Linked DNA regions of Anas platyrhynchos: region 2 is linked to region 1. Evidence: chromatin contacts called from public Hi-C data. All regions are on one chromosome and are shown on one strand. The core of a region is the stretch at or near the end of the contact, and the rest is flanking DNA. Distances in the headings are between cores, read along the strand shown. Region 1 has its middle 9.7 kb from the start of IGFBP2. Region 2 overlaps IGFBP5 (insulin like growth factor binding protein 5).

Region 1 (4,800 bases), core at 2,103-4,602:
TAAAAAGAGACCTTTTCTACAGAGCCATTTGCAAATGCAGGTTCTCCTCCTTCACCCACTGCTCTGAAACAAAGGCTCCAAGTCCACCTCCCCAAACCCTGTGCGATACCCTGGCTTTTGGGATACCCACCTAGCCAGAATCAGCTAATCAGCTTTCTTGCTCTGTGCTCGATCCATCCTCCTCCAGTGTCCATCTGTCCTGTGGGTCAGTCTGTCCCTGTGGCACTCTGCTGGCGCTGCACAGGGCTATGGGAACAGCCAAGAGCAAATGCAGCCTTTAGCTTAAGCCATAGATGGGTTGCTCTCTTTGTACCTACTAGAACAGCTGTGAGATGGAGCAAAACCTACTTATTTTCATTGCAGACGTTGGGATTTTACAGAAAACCCAAAGAAAGCCAGAAGCCTGGACATGACAGGCGTGAGTACAAGGTTTCCTCTGGCATTGTCGACTCTCCCAGCCTGCAGCACGTACAGCCCAATTCTGACCCGTTAAAGGAAGCAAATGCATAACAACTGGTGCTCCTCTCCCGCAGCATCTTTTGAGAGTCGAACCACGCTTTAAATCACTTTGCTGATGCACACCAGTAATTTGTCCTGAGAACAAAGAGAGACCGCTCCCCTCCCCCAAAGCCAGAAATATCTGCTTTATCTCAAACTCGAAGGTTGTTGTTGTTGTTTTTGTTTTAATTTGCTAGTTAAATCTGATGAATCCCCACAGCCAGGTATGAGAGTGAGCACTGCACATCTCCAGAAAGCAGAGAACAGAGCTAGGCTCCTGTCCTGCAGCACATGGGACCATATGCCTGCCAGCTGGAGCAGTAACAGGTAACAGTTGCACGTAGGGATGCACTACAGCTATAAAAGAGCAGCAGGAACAGTTTGAGCAATCTTTATGCACACCTTGGGTGGATCTGCTCCTTCTCGCAGCCGGCAGGCTGGGGAAATTGCAGCTTTTCCAGGGAATCTGCTGTCAAGATCCAAGCCTTTGTGCTCCAGAGTGGACCAAAGAAAGGAGGAGATGCTTCATCAGAAAGAAAAATAACACAAAAGCATCCTGCTTGCATCTAACCACACTTGTAAGGGTGGATAATAGCTAAAGTTTGAATATAAGACTGTGCCAGTACAGCAATATAGCAAAGAATAAATGCTGGAGTTACCGGGCAGGAGAAATGACAAGATGCAGCTGGGTAGAGAGCGGAAAAAAAAGAGTTAGAATAAGCAGATCTCATCTGCTGGAAGCCCAAAACAGTCCCAAAGGATGTTTCCCGGCAGTTTGCTGGGTTTGCTGGTGTGGGCCTGATGCGAGCAGCGCCGGAGGGACTGCGGGGATGGGATTGCTCTCTTAGCTCGCTTGCCCTCTGCCGGATGCCAGGGGCTCGGCGAGCCGGGTCCAACATGCAGAGCACCCGGGTTAAAGGCGGCTCCTGCCCCGTGCAACACCAAATTTCTGCAGGGCTGCATGCACTGGTAGCTGGAGGGCGAGGGTGTAGGGAAAAATTGAACGCATGAGGTATAGCAGAGCTAGAAACTGCAATGGATATAGAAAGCTGTGGAGGGTAAGTTAAAAAAAAAAAAAAAAAAAAAAAAAAAAAAAAAAAAAAAAACTTTGTCTTTCCACTTGTAACCCTCTGAATTGCACAGCATCAAAATGAGACAAGATTTTTCTAGTTAAGGTTCTCAAGATTTGGAGATCTATGCCCCTAAAGGAATTAAGGGCTGCTTTCTAATGCCATGTAAGCCAGGAAATGCCAGCAGAGAGGGGCTCAGTGGAAGGGGCACAAAAGTGCCATCTCGGCAAAGCCCAGCCATGGACTCCCTGCTTCCTCCTGCAATGCTCAGCAAGAAGCCAGCCTTCCAGCAGCTTGGGCAGTGTTCACACCAGAATAATCAGGAGGTGCCAGAGAGAATGGGAAGCCCAGCACCAGTATGGGGCCAGTGGAGCTCCCAGTCACGGTGGGTTTTACCGGAGCAGCACTACTAAGGGCAGTGGCTCAATACAGTGTCACAGGGAGAGATGGGCAGCAGCTGTCTGCTCGCTTTTGCCTTCATGAGGGTGTTTGGCCATGCCCAGGTGCCTGTCCCATGCTACACCATGCTCCGGGGACATGCCTCTGCTGGGGGAGTCGAACAGAGGAGCGACAAGGGCACAGCTGATGAGATGGGAAGATAATGCAGCTTTCAAACTCTTCCAGCCACTTAGCCACTGCAGAAACAAGCCCCATCCCAATGGCTTTTTGTGGGCCAGCCCTACCCAGAAAAACACGGACACAAAGGATCTCCTAGGAATAGCTTCTGCATCTCTTAATTTCACGGGACAGGTCAGGGCATGGAGCTGCGCAGAAGCCAGCAAGGATTCCTGTGCACCGACAACAGCAGCAGCCTGCACGAGGGCTCCAACGAGGTTTAAATGGTGGCCTGTGGGAAAACATCAGCTTCTCCAGGCACAGCAAAACCAGCAGTGATGAGAAGCACCTGGAGAGATTTGATAGCAAGATCCACGTGGCACTGTGACACCTGCTCTTTCACCTGCACCCTCCCAGGCAGGTGGAGCTTTTCTCTTTCTCAGGACACCTCGCAGATCCCCCACTGCTGGGAATTCATTGGAGAACCCACCCTGGAGTGGCTGAGAAAGGACATGACTGTGTGGCTTCCTATACCCAACACTGCTGCTTGCAAAATTGCCACAGTTACCCCCTACACCCACTTTTCTCCCTGAAAAGCAAGTAGATGCCCCCCTTCCAGTGTGACAGTAACCTCTCACATGAGGACAAAGGGTGCTATAACACACATTTTGCCAACAGACACAGTAAGTACTGACTCCAAAAAGGGCAAAAGCACAGTGAATGTCATGAAGCACTATGTTAGTCAGGCATGAACACATGCCCTGCGTGAAGTCTGGAGCCCTGCAGCTCAAATACAAGGCTTGCTTCCCATGCTCTGGGTGGGTCCAAGGCACTGCTCCGGTGCTGGACAGACAGCCAGAGCCTGAGCTCCTTGGCAGGTCCTTTGAACCAGAGCAGGTCCAAGCTCTGGGTATCTCAGCCAGTTTTCAAACCCACTCTTAAACAAGCAGTGTGGATGTCACAGCTAGCCTGGGGTTGCTGCAGCCTAGCGTGAGCCCAGGAAGCCTCTCAGGGCTGTGCTGCACACTGGGACAGTAAACCCACCGTCCCTGTGACCGCAGTAAGCTGTCCCCAGAGCAGTACAGCTCTGCTGGTGTAAGTGCACTGGGGACTTCAGTGAGCCCAGCTAGAGCCACTCAGAAATCACATCACCCCCCACCCCTGACCCACATAGCTCTGCGGGTAAAAGTCTGTAGCACTGCTCTGGCCAGAGATATTAGACATAACAAATGTATTTTTAAAACAAGGGGGAGGAACATTTTTCAGGCCTAGGGGGTAGAGGATGTTGGCTTGAACTGCAGGAGAAAGTTCAAGGTCAAATCCTCCTGCATGCAAACCAGCTCCTGCGGCAATGCTTTGCAGCAGTGCCAAGTATCAGCCCCTAGTCTAACATCTTCCACACAAGTATCGCTCTGCTCTGGGCACACAAACGCTTCTAAAGAAATCAGGCTGTAAATCAGCTCTGCTCTTGGCTAATAAAGTCCTCGAGGCAAGGACGGTCTCTAAATATTACCTGAAAGCCAAGCGACAGAAAGCCAGGTGGTGCTGCCTTTCTCACACCATGTGGGTGCCGCTGCCCCGTGCTTCTCAGTCAGGGTCCCCACAAAGACAGGGACTCATAATTCTTATCACCACCTCTCTTCCAAGACTGGGACAGATGGATGGACAAGCAGATCGTGCATCAGGAAAATGGATGACATGTAGAGTATCTCTGGCTTCAACAAGGTCTTCCTCCCCACTGGGAAGGCAACATTAAAGAGCATGGACCATTCTCAAGGGATACCTATCCCAAACCCCTTTCCCCAGCAGAGATTGCCTGAAGCCTTAGTGTTTTTAGCAAGTGTCCTAAAGAACCAAGGGGATACTTTGTCAGCTTGAGCTCCAGTCAGTTGACAAAAACAAGAGCTAAAAACAGACTCTGGTCCTATCTGGGGCCTCACTGCAAACAGATGTAGTTTTACAAGCTGTTTTTCTTGTTTTCTAAGCGTTTTGCTCTCCTCCTTGTTGGAAGAGAGGCAAGTGGTTGACAGTAGGGAAGGGAGCGATGAAGCCCATCCCATTCACGATGTTTGCTTGATCTCACTCATGTCTCCCAGCCTGAGCCACAGCAGGTCCCTGGTACAGCAGATTAATGTCCTTGCGTGCAGCAGATTTATCACTGTCCCCCCGGGCAAGGTGTCCCTTCACTTTTATTACAGCAAACTGTTTTCAGAAGAAATGCTGCATCAGGAAATTAACTATGCCACAGATGCTAAAAAAACGTGGCTTGTGTCACTTAAAGCTCGCAGCGTGGCCATTTTTCTTCCCTGCTCCTTTTCAGTTCCTTGTCACCCTTAAAATACATCGAGAAAGGGACGTGATTAAGGCCCTGCAACTTTGTCCTGAGGTCTTTACCTCAGCCAAATCCTCAGCAGAATATTTGTCACGTGCCTGCCCCGAGGGCCATTTCGGAGTCCACCCAGCCACCTGTGACTGCCAAGTGCTCTCCTTAACCGTGGTCCTGCCCGTGCTCCTCGCCATGCCGGGGTCTTGTGTGCTTCCCAAAGGGTCGGGGAGCGTGGCCAAGCTGTGTGGCAGCCCTATGGCAGGGCTGAGCAGAGCCCCGAGCCGCCGGCTGCGGGGGGAGGCTCCGCGCATCCAGCTGGAAGAGGCCGTCAGGGCCGCGGCCTGCCAGAGT
Region 2 (5,155 bases), core at 102-2,601, 64 kb before region 1:
TGTCCTGGCCCTGGCGAGGAGCCCTGCGCACCGTGCCCTGTCCCCAGCCCCGCCAGCCGCCCGCCACTGCCACTGGGACAGACGTCACCGCGCACGTCGCCCACCGTCACCCACACTAGTTCACACACACCAGATTCCGAGTTTCCTGCCTGGTCTTTTTTTTTTTTTTTTTTTTTTTTTTTTTAAATCTTTAAGCAATACTCACTACACATTTTACGGTAGCTTTTTATAGCTTTACATACATACGGTAGCTCTGTTGTTTCGTTTCGTTTTGTTTTCGTTGATTTTTTTTTTTTTTCCAGTAAACAAGAAATACTCATAATCTTACTGGTGGGAAAAAAAAAAAAAAAAGCAGTTTGTGAAAAACTGACAATGGAAGAAGAGCTTAATGCTCTGTTTAGCATTTTGTACTTAAAAAAAAAAAAAATCTCACATTTTATTAAAAAGTGAAGATTGCTGTATACTATTTATTCAACTTATAATTTATGTTACTCTTTGATCTTTGTCTTTTCTCATGACAAAGCATTTATTTAATAAAGTTATGCATTCAGTTAGCTCGTGCCTGACCCTCGTGGAGCGTCTGTGTGCCGGCCCTGCCCTCAGCACACTGTGCCCGGGGAGGCTCAGCCAGCCCCGCAGGGTGCTGCGGGAGGACCAGGGCAGGGCTGGTGTGGTGGCAAGGGTTTAGGAGAGCTTTAGACTCCGGAGCAATCTGCTAAGGCAGCAGGAAAATTGCAAGGCTGAGCTTACAGCAGGTTCTGCCAGGTTATTTGGGGGAGAGAGATTGGTGCCAGTGATGCTGAGCTCCCAGCTGCTACCCCAAACAGATCCACAGTTTGGGTCACGATGTTTGAGCCTCAAAAAACCACAGGCAAGGGGAAGTCCTGCCCCAACACCCCAGCGTGCAGGAGCATCCCCAAACCACCCCTGCAGGGCAGCCCAGCCAGGCCGTGGTCCTCAGAGACCTCAGGGTAGCTCTCAGTGCCCCTTCCCACCACCCCTGTCCTTCCCCATGCCAGATCCAGCCTCCCCTCCACCCACACCACCCTTCGTCTTCCCACACCCCCAGCTCCTGCCCTCCATCCACCCCAGCTGCCAGCATCACCCCGTGCACCCCAAGCAAGGCAGGACACAAAACCACCCCCTTCCTCCCCAAATGAGGACTGGAGGTCGCCAGGAGCGTGCCAAACCACGTCCCCCCATCCTCATCTACACCACGCGGGGCTGGCTCTGCCTCCCGCTCACCCCATAGCCCACTGACTGGGGGCCAAAGCAGGCTGTGGGGTCACCCCACAAGGCTGGGCACCCCACAGCGCAGGAGGCGGCCGGCAGCAGGCGGCGCGCTGAGCCTGCCTGCGCTGCTCCTGCAGCCTGAGCTGGGCAGGGAGGCGCTGCTGCTGCAGCTGTCAGGCATGCAAGGCACTGAAAGCGGGCTTTCCACCCCAAAAGCGAGGGTACTACCCCCCCAAGCTCACAGGACAGTGATTCATAGCCCTACCACCACGCTATGGCTACAGGCAGGTGTAGAGAGTAGCTAGAGCTGCACAAACTATCTCATTATGTTGTTTATATTAAATATTATTTGCATTATCCTAGTGTATAAGGTATGCTGTACTAGAAGTGCAGTTTGCCAGTGCACACCAGACCCCACAGGGCTTTCCTTGATACCCAAGTGCTGCTGGCTGGGTCCCTGCACCCTGACCTCCCACCCCATCACCCAAAACACACAAAGCTGGGCAAGAAGAAAGCCCAAAGCCCAGCCCCAAGCTGTGACACCCAGCAGAGGTGTACGTGCACGTGTGTCCTTGAGGACATGTCACAAGGCTGGGGCAATCTAACCAGAAGCTCTTTGCCCCCCTTGCCCTACAGTAGACCCCACTGTAGCCCAGGCATGGCCGGGCTCTGGGCTCCTTTGCCACCCCCAGCCCTCTTTGGGGTGCTTTTCTGGGTGCTCCCCCCGAGCTGTACAGCTAAACATAGGATTTGGGTGCCCAAATCCCTCTGGGGACAAAGCCCGGCCTTCCCTCGGCCATGCAGCCCAGGCCCAGCAGGGGCAAGGCCTACCAGGCCCACCCACAGCACGTTCCTCACAAGGCCCCTGGTTAACCCCAGCCACATGGGGCCTTGCCCTCAATGCTGCGATTTTAACCGAATATAGCATGGTTTGTTGTTATTCTTTGTTTTGTGGTGGTGTGTCCCAAGCGCTGTGCTTCGGCCAGGGGACTTTTCTCCAAGCAGCACTCTGCCCAGCCCAAAAACTCCTCACACAGAGGGCAGAGGAGACCAAAACCATCAAGACCTGGCTGAGCCATGGAGAACAGGTCCATCTGCTGGCTAACCAACAGCATGGTCAGGCACAAGCACCAACTAAAACACTGCAGCAGGGAGGAGCAGAGCTCCCTCACCCTTACAGTCTTCGGCCAAATATCTGCCACGACCCCAAAAAGCAGTGCCCACACCAGGCAGAGGGACCCTTCCTCAGAGCTCTGCGAGCACGAGGCTGGTCGGGGTGCTCCCGCTATCCCCTCCCCACCAAACCAAGTGTGACAAAACCACCCACCCTTTTCCACCAAACCTGGCTACCATCAGGCAGGGAAACGGTCTCCGCACATGTGCTGGCCAGATGCTGACTTGAGAGTACTCAAAGGCATGGTTGCATTTTGCAGAACCACAAAAAAACACCGCATGCAGCATGGCCCAGAAGGGGGGATGGGGGTGACACCAGCTCCTCTCCGCTCGTACAACTGGGACCAGTGAGGATGAAAGCCAAACTCCCAGTGTCACTTGTTGGGCCCGGCATTTTACAACACCCCCAGGGCAAAAGCTAAACAGGCCCAAATTTGTGTGTGATGCAGCAGGCAAGAAAACATGCTCTATTAATAGAGGGGAGTGGGGAAGGGGGGGGGGGGGGGGAAGATGACAGTTTTCTGGCATCCCATTTAATTTATTCCAACTTTATGCAGCTCAGCTTTTCCAAAAGAGAAAAGAAAAACAAAAGAAAACTTCCTGACTCCTAAACAAAACAAAAAGTACAAACTGCAGCTGAGAGCCAGCATGCACAAGGTTTACATGAAAAAGCAGAACACCCTTGGCTGTTAACAGAAAACAGGTAGCATCATTTTTACAGTTACTTGGCTTTGCATGCAGGTGCGTTCCTCCCCTCATACGTTCTTGCTCCCTCTCACACATCTCCATCGCCTTCCCACCACAGCCCCGAGGTCTTTTCCTTTTCTCCTCCACTGATACTTCCAAACTCCCGCAAGGACACAAGGGGTTTAATAGACACAGACCATCCATGCTCTTTCCACTTCAGATGTGAAACATAGGGACAGGAAGGAAGAAAAAAAATAGCAACAAATCCCAGTGCTCCCTTTCCTGCAAAGTTTGGGGCTTTTTGCTTTTCCTTACCCAGCTTCAAGCCCCCAGATGAGGGATATCAGCAGGAGGACTCCACTGTGGTGTTTCTCCAGAAGCTCCAAGGACAGCACAGTGACAGCACCAGCCCCTCAACCCCTCTGTTAGCAATGCCCACCCCCAGCCCTGCCCAAAGTCCTGCAAAAAGCTCTAAGACAATTTGCTTGCTTTTAATGTAAGGAGAAGGATGTTTGCAATTGCTTTGCAAAGGGTAGCCACATTAAAAAGGGGAGGAAAAAAAAAAATAAAATCTCCTTGCTTAGGCGACGGGGAAGTTATTTATTCTCAGCGTCGGTGTGTTCTGTACAGAAAGAAATCAACAGGTGAAGTAATGGCAGAGACACATCGGTCCTCAGAGCGGCATGTCCAGTGCAAAACCTCTCAGAGTGCCTGCAATTGCTTGGCTTTAACCTATACAAACGTGCACGTGGGCAGACGGGTGCGTGTGTGTCCGGGCCTTTACAAAGCATGATATATACTGTACTTACAAAAAAAAAAAAAAAAGTGTGTGCTGAATAGCAAATGCTCACTCCTGTCCCAAGCGAAAATGGAGGGACAAGAGCAGCTGCTGGGAGTGCAGGTTTTAGATGAGTTTTTCCTATCTAGAAAGAAAGAAAGAGAGAAAGAGAGACACTCCCTGGCTGGTTATCCTAAATCTACACAGGCATCCTTCCACCCAGCCCCGGCAAGTTCACTTTAGCTCCCTCAGCTTAAGCCGATCCTAAGAAATACTGGGCAGCAGCCCTCCAAACCCCTCGGAAAACCAAGCATTCAGCTCCGCAGTCACCCAGAGGCCCCATCCTCCTGGACCAGCAGGGCTGGCTGCAGCCAGGGGTGGTTTTGGGGGGGGCTGTCTTGTTTCTATCCCCTGGTGATGCCCCCTTGGGGGACGCATCCCCATTGCGCTGGCATGTTCCAGCTGGGAAGGGGGGCTCTCCTCCTTCCCTCCCTCCCACACCGCATCCCGCGCCAGGACCAACAGGACACGAGAAGCAGTATTTACAGTCTTTGGTCTCGGGGGAGGGAGGGATGGAGGGGGGAAGTGGGATATTTTTTGTTGGTTTTTATTTTATTTTTTATTTTTTCCCCCCTCCCCTCCACGGCAAAGGGTTTTTGCCTGCGGAAGGTGCCGCAAAGCAGCAGGGAGGGCAGGGCCACAGGGCGAGGAGCAAAAAAAGACCGGTTCTCTGGCTGACATTGGGCAAAAGACTATAGGAAAGCAGTCCCTTCTCCTTGCAACCCCCCCCCACCGCCCTTCCCCTCCCCTCGTCCCTTCCCTCCCCAGGAGCCGGGCAGCAGGAGGGCAGAACGTGGGACCCAACCCTGGTCTCTTCCAGAGCCTAAAGAGACACGCTGAAACCCATGTACAAATCCAGCACCAGGGCCACGGCGAGCAGGATCACGTCCGTCTACTGGCTCCGCAGGGCGTGTGCTCCCCGGTCCTCCTGCTCGTGGGCTGTGTAGAAGAGGTGGCACTCGGGGTCCCCACGGATGGTGGGCGCACCCTGGATCACCTTCCCGTGGATGGGGTCCACGCACCAGCACTCGCCACGCTGCCCGTTCACCGACATCTTGCACTGCAGGGAGAGGGATGGGGCAGACGTCAGCTGAGGAGATACGTGGAGAAGACCACCCCCGTCACAGCCCTGTGTGGTTTCTCTGGAGATTCAGCGCAGATGGTTTGGATTTAAGCAAGGTTTAGGGGTGCTGTGCGAAAAGAGGGATTAAATATACTGACAAA

The links. Hi-C and Micro-C count contacts between places; a contact is called where the count stands out from the background.
Region 2: a Hi-C map of liver shows a contact between it and region 1, with 3 times the contacts expected there. The contact joins two enhancer-like sites. A contact is called at or near these places in 5 of 8 Hi-C or Micro-C datasets (F1 follicle, F5 follicle, liver and 2 more).

Annotation. Positions count from the first base shown.
Region 1 is chr7:7,108,628-7,113,427 of IASCAAS_PekinDuck_T2T, reverse strand. No RefSeq gene overlaps it. Among named protein-coding and RNA genes, the nearest start is that of IGFBP2, 9.7 kb to the left of the region's middle. Within about 2 kb of position 3,352, at least 5 of the 8 cell types and tissues checked have an H3K27ac peak or open chromatin away from gene starts, as enhancers often do.
Region 2 is chr7:7,170,152-7,175,306 of IASCAAS_PekinDuck_T2T, reverse strand. It overlaps IGFBP5 (insulin like growth factor binding protein 5), which reads left to right. Exons shown (of 4, transcript XM_027461440.3): 4 at 1-4,456. IGFBP2 (insulin like growth factor binding protein 2) reads right to left here. Exons shown (of 4, transcript XM_027461100.3): 4 at 3,674-4,991. The coding sequence ends at 4,824. Among named protein-coding and RNA genes, the nearest start is that of IGFBP5, 25 kb to the left of the region's middle. Within about 2 kb of position 1,351, at least 2 of the 8 cell types and tissues checked have an H3K27ac peak or open chromatin away from gene starts, as enhancers often do.